Linked DNA regions of Mus musculus: all the other regions are linked to region 1. The links are chromatin contacts, called in public HiCAR-type, HiChIP or PLAC-seq and capture Hi-C maps. All regions are on one chromosome and are shown on one strand. Each heading gives the region's core, a stretch centred on a gene start, on an enhancer-like site or on the middle of the called end of the contact. The rest is flanking DNA. Distances are from core to core; before and after follow the strand shown.

Region 1 (2,580 bases), core at 23-2,522:
TTGGAAGAACAAATTGGACTTGTCTGAGAGAACACATAGTGAAGAGTCACATCTCAGAAGGTGTCCAAGCCCAAGGAAGCCCAAGGAATCTCTGCTTAGAGCTGGCTCCTTGAAAGCAGAAAATGAGCTTCAGTTATAATCTTCTGGGGATTGGCTAACTAACCAGAACTTTGGAATTCTGATGAGACAGATTCTCAGTCTAAATCTCCCTTTGCAAGAACAGAAAACTGTGTGGGATAGTAGTGTGTGGGCTTTAGGGATTGGTACCAAGTGCCAATTGCTCTTTACAAGATAAATCTCCCTTGGCCTTTGTCAGAGCTCAATCTGCCTATGAATTTTCCTGGACTCTATCCTCAGAAGCACCATCTGCTAGTGATTGTCCTACCATCTGACCACTTACCCTTTGTCAATTGCCCTCTTCTGGGCAACCCCACTACCAGTTGGAGTCTACCCATTGTCCATTTTGGAAAAACTGAGTCTGAAGAGCAACAAAACAGAAGGGGGAGAGGGAAACAATGCACTGTGTAAAGATCCAAGGCCAAGATGTGATGTGGGAAGGCCTGGAGTCTTTGCTCAGAACCTGGGGCGGGAGCATGTGGCCAAGCCAGAGCCATATTGTGTCCCAGGCAGCCTGATGGCTCCACAAATAATATTGATGCCTTTTGTTTGGAAACTTTTGAGGCAGCTTCCCACTTTCCAACAAGCCGTGGTAAATGCTGGGCCCTCCCCAAACCACTTTGCCTTTTGCATGGTTTCTGGCCAACTGCGCAGGCAGATGAGGCCCCTCAATGCTAATGAGGGAAAGGGCTGGCATTCCTGAGTCACCCAGCTCTGGGAAGCTCGCCTTTGTTGCTAAGGAGCATTGGAACTGTAGCTGAAAGGCTCATAAAGACAGAGAGGAGAGGGAGAAAAGAAAAGCACACACTTGTTTCCAGAACTTCACAGTTCCCTAGATGGCACCAAAGCTCTCCAGTTTCTGATCCCAATTAGAGTATCACCCCCATCTTTATTGTTCCTCTTAATGATCTTGGGAAATTCTTCAAGTTAGAAAACACTTAGCAAACTTTGGACTATTTTATCACTTTAGTTATGCTTTTGTGTCTGTGAACATACCACCTCCAGGTGGCTGAGAATGCCTTGTTACTGGCTCAGAGGGGTATGGAGCTGAGAGAAAGCAGCTGGGGTTTGCTAATGTTCATGTGTGGGCTCCATTCAGTAGGTGTTCACCAGTGACCCACATGGTCAAGGATCTGGGCATTGGTGCTGATGACAAAGTAGAAGAGGCTATGTTGGATTTGCTGCCAGTCTTGCTGGACAATGAGGCCATTCATACAGGGGTGTTGTACTAGTTGTTTGCTGCCAGTGTGGCCTACATAGCATTGCTGGACTTGGAATTTACACAACAGTTTTTCACTCCTGGCTTAGTCACTCTCACTAGGCCTGTTGGAACCAAAGTGATTTCAGTAGTACCCTGAGCTTCAGTTTTTTCAACAGTAGAATGGGCATAGTAATGCCAACCTATTTTGTAAAGTAAGAGAAGCAATTACAGGTGGGAGGATAATGTAAAAGGCAGTTTCTGCTGACCAGGAAAGCACTCTGAAAATGATCCAAACGCTAGTTTCAATATCTGGAAAAAAACTAATAATTAGGCCTGTTGTGAAGGGAAGAATTGTATAAAAATAGAGGATACTTGTTTCCTCTGTGGTACTTCTCTGTGGCATTCAAGATACACTGCTAAGCCATTGATGCAATATCTCATTTAATATGAATGGAATGGTGTTGCTCTACTAAAAAAGTGAGTTGCTCAAGGCTATATGGTATGAGAGAGTCTGATCCAGCTGAGAAAATGCCTCTATCCTTTATTCTCTTCATCTTTAAAGATGAAGTTTGTGATCCTTGGAAAGTTACTCTCTCTCTCTCTCTCTCTCTCTCTCTCTCTCTCTCTCTCTCTCTCTCTCTCTCTCTCTTACACACACACACACACACCACTGTATCATCTCTAAAAAGCTTACTGCATACTGTCACCCACTTAGGAAGGTCCTACTGCAGGAAGCTTATCAACCAACAGACACTGGTCTTTATTTCTCTATCTTTATTAGAATTCCACAGTGACACATAATGAGTATTCAATAAGCCACTATCTGAAAATAATAAAAAACAACAAATGCCACAATGACATTTTGAAGTGTAATGACATCATAGCATATTACTATTTATGTCAATTTGTTGGCTTCATAGCAGACCTCCTATAACCTCTACTGTCACATTGTTACCTTAATAAATAATCTTCTCTATGGATTTAAATTTTATTTCCTTAATTTTTACTCATATAAAAGTAATGAGTATACTCTCATGATATATATACAAGCAGACAGATAAGCATACAGACAACCTCCAAACCAAGATTCCCTTCTTGCCTAAATTCTAACCGTGCTGTGACCATGTAGTCTGACTTTATGAAGCATGACCCTAATTCAGAAACTTCACCCCTGCCTCTGAGGCCTCTTTGTGATTGTCCATGTATTCACCCCCTGCTTTGTTGACCATTGGTTATAAGTTCCCATTTCCCCTTGTCATTTG
Region 2 (2,580 bases), core at 61-2,560, 1.7 Mb after region 1:
TTACCAAGCCCCATTGTTTGTTATGAAAAGCTACCGATTTTAAAATTTTATTCATGTACTGTGTATTTATTTTTGAGACAAGGTACGTCCTGATATCTACTTCAGTAGTCCAGGCTGGCCTGAATTCACTCTGTACCTTAGGCTGATTTTGAACTCACAGCAACTCTCTTGTATGTGGTTTTTTTGTTTTATTTATTTTTTTACATTTGTGTGTGTGAGAGGGCATGGGGGGGGGTGCTGGGGGAATATGGAGCTCAAAGAACAACTTGCTGTAGTAGGTGTGGTTTTTTCACTATATGGCTTCCTGGGATAGAACTTGAACACAGGCGAACAGACTTGGGCAGCACCTTCCTTTACCCACTGAGTCATCTTGTCCAGTCATCATTGATTTTCTACCTTTAATACTGACATCCACAAATGCCATTTTACTTGCTTCTTTTCTATTAGTGTGCCCTTTATTTCTATTCTTAGTGTGTTTTTTTTTTTTTTTTTTTTTTTTTTTTTTGAGACAGGGATTCACAATACTACTTGAAACCCCAGAGCATATAGGGATTAGAGGTGTGCACCACCACCCAGCCATGACCGCTGTTTGCTTTGGCATAAGTTTCCAATAGTATGTTGAACAGGACAGATGAAAATGCATATCTTCTCTTTATTCCTTACATTAGCGGGGAAATTACATACCTTCTTACAAGGCCTAACAAATGTTATTTCCCTGAAATTATCACACAGCCATGAAGTATCAAACGCATAACCAGCAAATGCCCTAGTGTTGCTGTTGCTTGTATTATATTCATCTTTTGAGGATACCATTTTATCTCTCATCCCTGTCAATCACAGTGCCTAATAGCACATTTATTCAGTAAGATATCTGATGATTGATTCTCTTTAGCCTTTGAGTAGCCTATATTAAATAATGTAAATGCTTATCATCAAAATTCTAAATAAGAAAGACACTCATAATTACCCTTAGGATGACTGGGACACAGATTGACATTTACGATCTTTTACATTGAGTCAGCAAATCTGGCAAACAAAAGGGACACAAGAAGGCTGGATCAGAGGGGCCTCGGGCTAGGGGCTAAGTGGACTTGTCGTTTGTTTGGGGTCTCGGTTTTGGGTCAGCGCTGGTGGCCCACAACTCTGTACCTGGACGCAAAGGCCTCCGGCCTCCTCTCCAGGGCTGGTCGCCCCACTCGTCCCCCGGACCCTTCACAGGCGCGCAGACGCCCGGGGGCTCGAGCCCCGTTCGCCCCGCCCCGCCCAGCCTCCGGCGAGGTGGAGAGCGGCCCAGGTGAGGAGGCGGCCGCACTTCCGTCCAGGTGAGGGCAGCAGCTGTACTTCCGCCAGGTGAGGAGGCCGTCCGTGCCCGCAGCCCCGGGGCTCCCACCCCGCCGTCGCCCGATCAGGTAACGCTCGCGGCGCACCGAGCAGGGATCGCGCGGGAGCCGCGTCCCGAGCCCACGGGCAGTGCCCTGGGCAGCTCGCAGGCCTAGCGGCGGCCTGCTACCCACCCAGCCAGCCAGGCGCGGACTTCCAGGCCCGGCTGGCCGGCCTGCGAGCGCAGCGATCGCGCGTGCTCGCGGATCTAGCGGCCCGCGGCCTCCCGCAGCGGGGCGGAGCCTCCCCGCGGTCGGTGGGAGGGAGGGGAGGGAGCAGAGGAACCGACCTGGCCTCGAGTGGGCCTCGCGTCCCTCCGGCCTCTCTCTGCTGAGCTGGGGAGGTGGCTCTTAAGTCTTTGGGAAAGTTAATGGATTCCTGCTGGGAATCAAGTTCTGGAACGCACATCTTTCCCACCTTTCGAATGCCCCACCCCTCCTTGGAATCTTCCCTGGACTGTTGTTCCCTTGTACTTTGCCTCCTGTGGACTCTTTCCACTTCTGCTTCGAATTCCTCTTGAACTTGTTTGTCTCGGCGGTCCAGAGGCCCCACCTTGCTGGGCCTGATTTCTCTAGATTGTCTTTAACCTGCATCTAACCTGTGGTCTCATCGTCGTGTCCGACGATTGTGTCTTCAATGAAGAAGCTTACGGGTATCTAGCATAATCTCAGTTCCTTTGAGACAGCTAGACCACATTCCAGGTCTGCGAGCCTTCCCCTGGCTTCCAATCCACCATTTATTTCTAGGGAGAGGTAGGGAGAGGTGGGATAAAAACTGGAATCTATTTATTTTGCAGAGTTAGAAAATGGGAGGTGAAGTTGTGACCTGCTATTTTAGGGCTCTAACGGCCTTTATAAGGTTTAATGAAATTTTAAGATACTTTGAACGTTAATAAATGCGGATGTGGAAGGATTCATCCTAATTTAGATGCTATTATTGGTGGCATATAGTGGACTTGTCATCAGAATAATGATTTGATTTAAAATTGAGTTGTATGAAGTTGTCACTCGAATTGAACTTCATCTTCATGAACTCTACTTACTGATTATTATTGGCTGGTGGGGAGGGGGATCTAATCTAGCACCACACACATACTGACTAGATGTGTCCCGTCCCTTGGTTCTACCCGCAGCCATTGAGCTTGTATGGAGCTAACATAAATTCATTGTAGGGAAAACAAGGGAATTTTCGAAAAAGGAA
Region 3 (2,580 bases), core at 59-2,558, 1.5 Mb after region 1:
TTCTTACAGAAGGCAAGTGAGCATAGTACATAGGCTGCTGATACAGGTATAGCTAGTTATCCCTGACCTTGGGCCAGAAACTGGGTTCCAGGAGATCAGCATTTTGTATACACGTTCTCATTCAGTCCCCACAACAGTCCTAGAAAGTGGGTATGGGTTTTTTTCCATGCCCTGTCTATAGAAGAGGAAGTTAAAAGTCAAAATATTGCTAGAGTTTGATGTGAACTATCCTCCACAGGTTCATGTGTGTGACTACTTAGTCCATCCACTGACCATGTAGTTTGGGGAGGTTATAGATCTTCCCACATCCACTGTTATGAGCATGGAGTATGGCCAAGATAACATAAGTGAATCCCTTAAGGGTAGGTCTTAAAGGTTATATGTGTTTTTAACTGAGGTCTCTGTATCCTGGCCACCAATATGTGAGCCATTCTGACACAACCCCACCATCGTGAATTCTGGTGTGATAGGTTTGAACCTGTGAGCCAATATAAATCTTTCCTCTGTTAAGTTTCTTCTGTCAGGTATATTATTACAACAATGAAAATAAACATCTAATACATTAAGCAATATACTGAGTTAAACACTGAGCTAGAAGTCCAGACTAAGTCTACCTGATCCAAAGACAACAGGTTTTTTGCTTCTGCTCCTAACAGTGTAGGGCTTCCCATTTTTAACTCCATTGGTAACTAGTTTAAAGAGTCTTCCACCTCACCTGTAGCAGCTGATTCACTTAAATGATGGACCACATCTGATTTCTTTTCTTCCTTTCTGACTGCTGATGTTTTGTTCTTTGTCTGAGTCCCCAAAGAAAGATTATAAAATGAGGCCTTCCTTCATGTGCCTGGCAAGTCACAATGATTAGCAGTGGAGAGAAAAAAAAAAGCAAACACAGGCTTGGATACTGTAGGCCGCTCTCCTTCCAGGTAAGGATGACCAAAGAGAAAACCTCTGAGTCTTTCTCAACTGATACCACACTTGAATAGCTGGTCTTTTTCCTCTTAATTGTAATCTTAGGAAACCCTCTGGTTTTGTCCTACTGTTAAAGGGAGCAACGGAAGGAAAACTGAAAATGAATGTGGCCAATATTATTTATTTGGATCTGCTGTCCCATTAGCTGGTTTATGGTTTGAGTGCAGAGTGGTATTTAGTACAGAAACGGCATTTTCTTTGTTTTATTAACTGGGAGTTTAATTGGTTTGTCCCCTTTGGCTCAGCTTGAGAAATGGCTGCATCTTGCATGCACACACTGTACATAATAATAGTGCAAACAAAAGCCAGACATCTGCTCACCAGACCTGCCCCTGCGTCCTCCTCAGCACGGAGTGAAGCATCTCCGGCGAGTCTCCAGTTGGACTTTGCAGGAATGTTGGATCTCGGCAGTGGTTTCCCTCTCACCTTTCCTGCGCGTTTATAGGAGCCTTTGAAGTTCCTCTGAACAAACAGGGTCTCTGTGTTTCACTTATTTCTGAGCCAACCCTGGGGCCTTGGTTCCATCAGCTCCTTATTAAGTGTTTAGTAATTTCAGTATCCACCTTTTGGTCTTGCTCGCTTTTCAAACATCTGGAAGGAATTAGCTTCCAGGCCTCTGTACCATACCTATTTTGTAGTTCTGGAGAGAGTTGTGTGCTAGGGGATGTTGTTGCCCTTAACGAGCTTTCTTTATGGCGTTTAACTGTAAAAGGTCCCCCTCGTTAATATTAATAGACAAAGAGAGAGCAATGCCACTCCACCCTTATTCCGCAAGAGCTGTATTCAGAGCAAGACCTTCATGCTGAAAAGGAGAGAGAAAACATGAAAATGGGGTGGAAGTACAAGGTAAATGAAGGCATTATAATAGTAGTAGGGCCAAGAGCTTGAAAAGGTTTGAATCTGTACCCATTCTATTCTAGAAGCCAGCCTTGTGTGGCTTTTGAGCACTGAAAATGAACCTACTAAAGACCAAAGTGTTGCCAGATATGACACTATACCTGCAATCTCAACACTCAGGAGGCTGAGGCAGGGGGCTTGCTGAAAGTCTGAGGATAGCCTGGACTACACAATGAAACCTTGTCTCAAAAAACCAAAACCAAGCAAAAAAGAGTAAAATTTAAAATATATGCTCGATTTTTTTTAATTAAGCATTTAGAGTGCAAAGGCTCTCATTAGGCATTTTATATAATTATATTCTGAAAATATAATAGTTTGGAGGTGTTATATTAAATAAAAAATACTACTACTTTTCCTCATTCCCTTTTGATTCTTCACTGAAGCTATTAGAAAGTTTAAAGCTACGTAACTAGGTCGTAAATGTGTCTTGCGCCATCTCTCCCTGGACAGGGGGGCACGAGAAGACTGGACAGATTGTTAAACAGGATTGAAGTAGGGCCTGAAGGATTCCTTTCACTGGGGATCCACAAGCATCACACGGCTGAGGCTGCTAAAAAGCCTCCCTGAGAAGGAGCCACAGTAGATTGCAACACCCCGGAGCAGGCAGCTGGAAGAAACTACGTATTCATAAGGTTGTTTTGTTGTTTTGGTTTGTTTTTGTTTTTGTTGTTTTCAAGACAAAATTTTAGAATCAGTTGCTAAGTGCACTAA
Region 4 (2,580 bases), core at 52-2,551, 1.4 Mb after region 1:
CCTTGGTCAAGTAGCTGGGTTAATTGTCATGAAGATTAGTGAGATGTTGAAATAAGTACTAATGGTCAAATTACAGGAGTGAAAAGTGGGAGAATAGGTTTTGGTTTGGACCTGAAAGGGTTAATTAAGGTTTTTTCACGGGTTATTAAAGACCCCCAACCCCTGCCTTAGGAGTCATATTGACAGCCCACCACAGGGCAGCTCAGCTCCTCTATTGACATGTTGCTGGTAGGAGCACAATAGCCCCAGTATCTGCAAATCATTGCTAAAATCATCTCAAGGAAAAAAAAGTTCCCAAGCTTTAACATTAGACAAAAGCCCGGGAGTTGCAGTGTGCAGCTCAAAAACCCAGAGTCAGCAACTTCTATTGATTAAAAACTAACCTTTAAAGTAACTCTGAGAGCGTGTGGTTAGCATTTAAATTTAAACATGTCGTGAGTTGATTTGTGTTACTGAATACCAACTCAGAAGGAGTAACATTCACAGTGCGGTTTTTTTTTCTTTCTTTCTTTCTTTTTTTTTTTTTTTTCTAACTCCCTTAAGCAGCTAAAGTATTTCATGAAATGTCAAAAGGGCAGAAAGAAAAAGGGGAGGGGCCAATGCGGGGCCTCATCGTTTTCTTTCCCAGGCAAATATTCACCCCCCAAAAGAAAAGTGTGGAGAGCGAAACACAATAATTAGTCCTTTGTCTAACTTTCTCAAATGCCAAAGAAAGACAGATTAATTAAATATACAACAGTGTTGGTTTTTGGAGCGGGGGTCTAGCTTGCTGGGTAGGTCATAAATTAGGCAGAATAAATACTTCAGTGTGTTTGCAGTGGGCCTGCTACGTCAGAGCCACTGGAAGGTTGGTGGGAGGAGAGTGGCGGGTTTCTTGCTAATGATAGTCACGTCTGGGTCTGTCTGGTTGCTAAGAGCAACCAGACATGATGTAACACCAGGATGAACTTGAACTTGGGGGACTTGAAAAGAGAACAATAGCCCAGAGCAATCAATAAAGCCTATTTCAGTGAAGGGTTACAGAGCTGCTCTGGGGTAACCTTGTGGGCGAGGCACACACTGAATAGTAAGATGTGTGAAGAAACTTTTTTTTTCTTTGCTTTGCTTTGCTTTGCTTTGCTTTGCTTTGCTTTGCTTTGCTTTGCTTTGCTTTGCTTTGCTTTGCTTTGCTTTGCTTTGCTTTGCTTTGCTTTGCTTTGCTTTGCTTTGCTTTGCTTTTTAGCAGAAGTATGTACAGGGCACTGCTGATTTTTGTAATGTCCTGAATGCAGAAACTACGGGACGGAAAACTGCTCCCCCTGGTGACTCGCCAGGTCCCAGGCCTTTGCTTCAGGACTGCCACACTGAAGAAGTCCAGAATTTCACAACTGCCTTAGAAAGCATGCAAACAGATTGGGAACAGCACTTACCACTCAGTTTGAGACTGTTCTGTATAAGAGCAGATATGGAAAGTGGATCTGCGTCAGAGATCAGGAGAAACTTAACGCAGACACGGTTTGCGGTCTGCTTCCCTCCCCTTTCCTTCTTACTGATCTTTCTTTTGTCCACTTAGATTTAGGCCATGCATACTTGCCAGGGTGATTTCTTTTCCAGATATAAGCAGCTTTATTGGGTTCTCCGAAGCGCATGGTCAGAGAGTAAAAGTCTACAGGATGAGTAGTTTTGTGGTTTGAGCTAGGAGTTTTTGTTTTGTTTTGTTTTGTTATAAGCGCCTTTGGAAATCAAAGGTACCTTGTGTGACCAGGAAATTTTACACCATGCCTCCATGGAGCTATCACTTAGCTATTTATCCCTGGGATCAAAGGAGTCCCGACTTTCCCCTAATTGAATCTCCCCGACAAGAGTGAGCTTTAGCCCTCACCTCCGGAATCAGTTCCGACTGACTCAAACCCTGGTGATGTTTTCAATGCAGAACTCACAGCCTCGAAGCTGGTAGGTTTTCTGATGAAAATACTGAATTCTTCAGAATACTTAGAAGAAAGTTGGCAAAAAAAAAAAAAAAAAGTCATACAATTTTTAGCCTCACTTGAGTTTTGAGATTGGTCTATAGTTGCTCATTTTGTTAAGCGAACTCTCTGTGTTGACAAAGAATGTTTCTGAAAGGGACATAAGACTGGCTCCACAGCTGGCAGAAAGCTCCAAGGGCACATTGAGTAGACAGAAACATGAACGAGAACTACAGTGGTTTCATTTCCCCATGAACACAATGGTGCTTCATAAGGTGCCATCTTATTTTATTATGTATCTTTTCTAAGAAAAGAATTTTAAATATATGCCATTGAAAGGATTTGCACCTGGCCGGGCAGTGGTGGCGAATGCCTTTAATCCCAGCACTTGGGAGGCAGAGGCAGGTGGATTTCTGAGTTCAAGGCCAGCCTTGTCTATGAAGTGAGTTCCAGGACAGCCAGGTCTATACAGAGAAACCCTGTCTCGGAAAGAAAAAAAGAGAGAAAGAGAGAAAGAGAGAAAGAGAGAGAGAGAGAGAGAGAGAGAGAAAGAGAAAGAAAGAGGAGGGGAGGGGAGGAGAGGGGAGGGGAGGGGAGAGGAGGGGAGAGGAGGGGAGAAGAGGGGAGAGGAGGG
Region 5 (2,580 bases), core at 29-2,528, 1.2 Mb after region 1:
AATAAAAGAATAGTTTGGGGATTGTTTTCCCCCCAAAAGTATGAACAATATGGTCCTTTTATCATAAAGCTTCTCCCTGTGTTGATATGGAATTATTAAATATTCATAACATTCAAAGGAAGTTACTGAATCGTGCCGTAAAGTGTTATTTATTTCAGTATGAAAAGATATTTTCGGATTATTGGATTGTCATTTTCCTTTTCCATATGTTGTAAAATTTCACTCACTGTCATTTCACTTAATTCACCAGTGTAGGAAGCTGTACAGGTTTTATAACGATGTCGGTCCCAGCAGTGCACAGTTACTGCTTGTATTTTAAGTTGTTAGACATTAAGAAATGCTTTCAATGATAATGTAGGGTTTTTTGTTTGGTTTGGTTTGGTTTTTGTTCTGGTTTTCTATTTTTATGTAATCAAATACTTCAAAATTAAATATGTTAAAAGGTGAAAGAGTGAAGCCAAAGATGTTTTGAAAAACACCAAAATCTGCAAAGTTTTCCTTTTCTCTGTTTAGATGAGCCTTAAGAGTTATTGTTGGGCTGAGAGGTGGACGTTGTCTCCTTACCCAAGGAGAGTTTCGTACTACATGACTGAGACTTCCCTGGGCTCATGAGATAAGACCATGGGTACAGTCTGTGACACTCGGTTGCCATTGTCTAGAATCTAGTTCTCAGCTTGCCTTTGAACAGACTCTGAAACATTTTGATAATATTTGTGGGTTTTGTGGGGGCCGAGCATGTCTGCCTTTCTTTTCCTTACCTGCTCCTGGTAAGAGCCTCCAACATCATTTAACAGCTTGTCTGCTAACGGCTTAAGGACACAGAATAGCAGCTGCATTACATAATGTGTTCTAAGTTAAGGAATTTGAGATGTCATTACCCAAATGAAGATGTAAATTGTTTTGTTGGCAAGGCTTATAAGGAGGGTTTTGTTGTTGATGGTGGTGGTTTGTTGTTGTTGCTGTTTGTTTTTTTGGTATTTTGGAGGGTTTTTGTTGTTGTTGTTGTTGTTGTTGTTTACCTGCTATCACATTGTATTGGTTAGCATGGACTATTTTAAACCAGCATTCTATTTAAACAGTGTCAGCGAATTCTGAGAGCTTGCCAAACAAATCCTCAAAATGGTTGCCAAGCTGTAAGATGGCTGCCAAGATCTAAGCACACTGAGCAGGTTCAAAATGGTGACCAACTTCTCAGAATTTGTTGGTCAGGTTCTACTTCTGCCAGTCCCTTCCCCCATGCAACTAACACCCAGAAAGAGGGGTGGATCCCAAAGATGCGAGACTTGGCACTAACTCCTTGGCACGAGTCCTTGTAGTGTCATCCAGAGATTCGAGGAGTCACCGAGTACTTCTTGTTTCACATGCTTGGCAGGAGACGATTCGAGGGACACTGGGGTGAAAAGCCATTGTAAAATAACATGGCCGTTTCCTCTTCCTGATCTAGTGTGCACCAGATAATTCTCTGGAAGAGATGTGGGGAGACTAGACAAGGCAATACTTTCTTCAAAGAGCTTTTTAAGCGAGAGCAAAAAGTGTTGACTAAGACTTTTGGGCTGTGCCTTTTTGTACTGCTTGCATGAAGTGGCACAAACTTTATATACAACAGGTTTAAGATTTATTTTAGTTTTGCATTTGTTTACTTAAGTTTATAGCAATTGCATTCTGGCAGTTGTGCTACTTAGCAGATTGAAATAAAATCATAGGGTGAATTAAAACATACTGCTGTTAGTACTGATTAGAATTTTAGCTTAGTGTAAATACCGGATGCAGGGTCCAACTTTTCAGACACTTGGCATGAGCTCAATAGGGATCTCCAGGCTACACAGGAGACAGTGTGTGTGTTTGGATGCTTTAAGAATTCTTGGATAGGTGCAGCAGACTGCTACTGCTGGCACGGTGGTTCATTGTGCTGGCTGCATAGTGTGCTCGGATTCCAAGGTAGACAGAAGAACTGGGGAAACGAGAATAAGGGAGAGTAGTTTGAACTTAAAACACAAAACCCGAAGAAAAGAATTTCTGTTTAAATTGTAGAGCTGTTACTGTGCACTTTGGCTATGGATACAAACAATGATTCCTAAACTAAGGTGAAAACGAAGGGCTTGGGGCGATTTGAAGGATGCCCTGGTAGCAAATACAGTTTTAAAACTGGGGATTTTTCTGAGATGAACATATACAGATGGATTAGCTTCTGCGGGCAGTAAGTATAGCAAATGAATTCCTTAAAAGGGGCTTGTGCTTAGCACCACCAGAGACTAGCTTTTGTTCTGCCTGAGACCAGATTCTTCAAGGTAGCTTTTAATTGGCACAAGCAGTTTGGTTGGTACTTGGGTAGCTTTCAAAAAAGCTGTTGGTCCTAACAGGTGCTGTTGCTGTTGCTGTTGCTATTGTTGTTGCTGATAATAGTTCAGAACTAGAATTAGAAGTTACTTAGTGTGAGATTTTTTGAACTCTGTGAATTTGGGGTGGGTGGTTCAGCATGGAGCCTGCTTTTGGCTCTGCACACCGTAAGTCAGAAGACATCTAAGAAGAGTGGCTTTTGATACATGGAAACTTTTCTCTTATAGTTAGCCAAAGATGCTT

The links. HiCAR-type assays count read pairs that join an accessible place to other places. HiChIP or PLAC-seq counts read pairs in DNA pulled down with a chosen protein or histone mark. Capture Hi-C pulls out chosen DNA fragments and counts their contacts.
Region 2: an H3K4me3 HiChIP or PLAC-seq map of embryonic limb bud shows a contact between it and region 1, with 6 times the contacts expected there. The contact joins the promoter of Patj here to the enhancer-like site in region 1. A contact is called at or near these places in 7 of 39 promoter capture datasets (cranial neural crest, frontonasal cranial neural crest, hippocampal neurons and 4 more) and 4 of 115 datasets of contacts at active chromatin or transcription factors (embryonic forebrain, embryonic limb bud, forebrain and 1 more).
Region 3: a contact with region 1 is called in a capture Hi-C map of embryonic tail, with 4 times the contacts expected there. The contact joins two enhancer-like sites. A contact is called at or near these places in 1 of 115 datasets of contacts at active chromatin or transcription factors (astrocytes) and 1 of 9 other capture datasets (embryonic tail).
Region 4: a contact with region 1 is called in a HiCAR-type map of astrocytes, with 7 times the contacts expected there. The contact joins two enhancer-like sites. A contact is called at or near these places in 4 of 484 Hi-C or Micro-C datasets (cerebellar granule neurons, muscle stem cells, myocytes and 1 more), 2 of 115 datasets of contacts at active chromatin or transcription factors (astrocytes and stem cell-derived neural progenitor cells) and 1 of 9 other capture datasets (embryonic trunk).
Region 5: a contact with region 1 is called in a HiCAR-type map of astrocytes, with 5 times the contacts expected there. The contact joins two enhancer-like sites. A contact is called at or near these places in 1 of 484 Hi-C or Micro-C datasets (cerebellum) and 3 of 115 datasets of contacts at active chromatin or transcription factors (astrocytes, fibro-adipogenic progenitors and stem cell-derived neural progenitor cells).

What each region holds. Positions count from the first base shown.
Region 1 is chr4:96,718,494-96,721,073 of GRCm38.p6, forward strand. No RefSeq gene overlaps it. Among named protein-coding and RNA genes, the nearest start is that of Cyp2j5, 56 kb to the left of the region's middle. Within about 2 kb of position 1,273, at least 60 of the 459 cell types and tissues checked have an H3K27ac peak or open chromatin away from gene starts, as enhancers often do. A contact at or near this core is called in astrocytes, cerebellum, embryonic limb bud and 4 more, where this site is marked.
Region 2 is chr4:98,394,516-98,397,095 of GRCm38.p6, forward strand. Patj (PATJ, crumbs cell polarity complex component) reads left to right here and starts at 1,311. Exons shown (of 44, transcript NM_172696.2): 1 at 1,311-1,409.
Region 3 is chr4:98,222,188-98,224,767 of GRCm38.p6, forward strand. It overlaps the pseudogene Gm12691. Among named protein-coding and RNA genes, the nearest start is that of Gm34784, 97 kb to the left of the region's middle. Within about 2 kb of position 1,309, at least 23 of the 459 cell types and tissues checked have an H3K27ac peak or open chromatin away from gene starts, as enhancers often do. A contact at or near this core is called in embryonic tail, where this site is marked.
Region 4 is chr4:98,107,915-98,110,494 of GRCm38.p6, forward strand. All of the region lies in intron 10 of Nfia (nuclear factor I/A), which reads left to right. Among named protein-coding and RNA genes, the nearest start is that of Gm34784, 17 kb to the right of the region's middle. Within about 2 kb of position 1,302, at least 126 of the 459 cell types and tissues checked have an H3K27ac peak or open chromatin away from gene starts, as enhancers often do. A contact at or near this core is called in astrocytes, muscle stem cells and stem cell-derived neural progenitor cells, where this site is marked.
Region 5 is chr4:97,922,788-97,925,367 of GRCm38.p6, forward strand. The region is part of intron 2 of Nfia (nuclear factor I/A); the gene reads left to right. Among named protein-coding and RNA genes, the nearest start is that of Gm40208, 14 kb to the right of the region's middle. Within about 2 kb of position 1,279, at least 57 of the 459 cell types and tissues checked have an H3K27ac peak or open chromatin away from gene starts, as enhancers often do. A contact at or near this core is called in astrocytes, cerebellum and stem cell-derived neural progenitor cells, where this site is marked.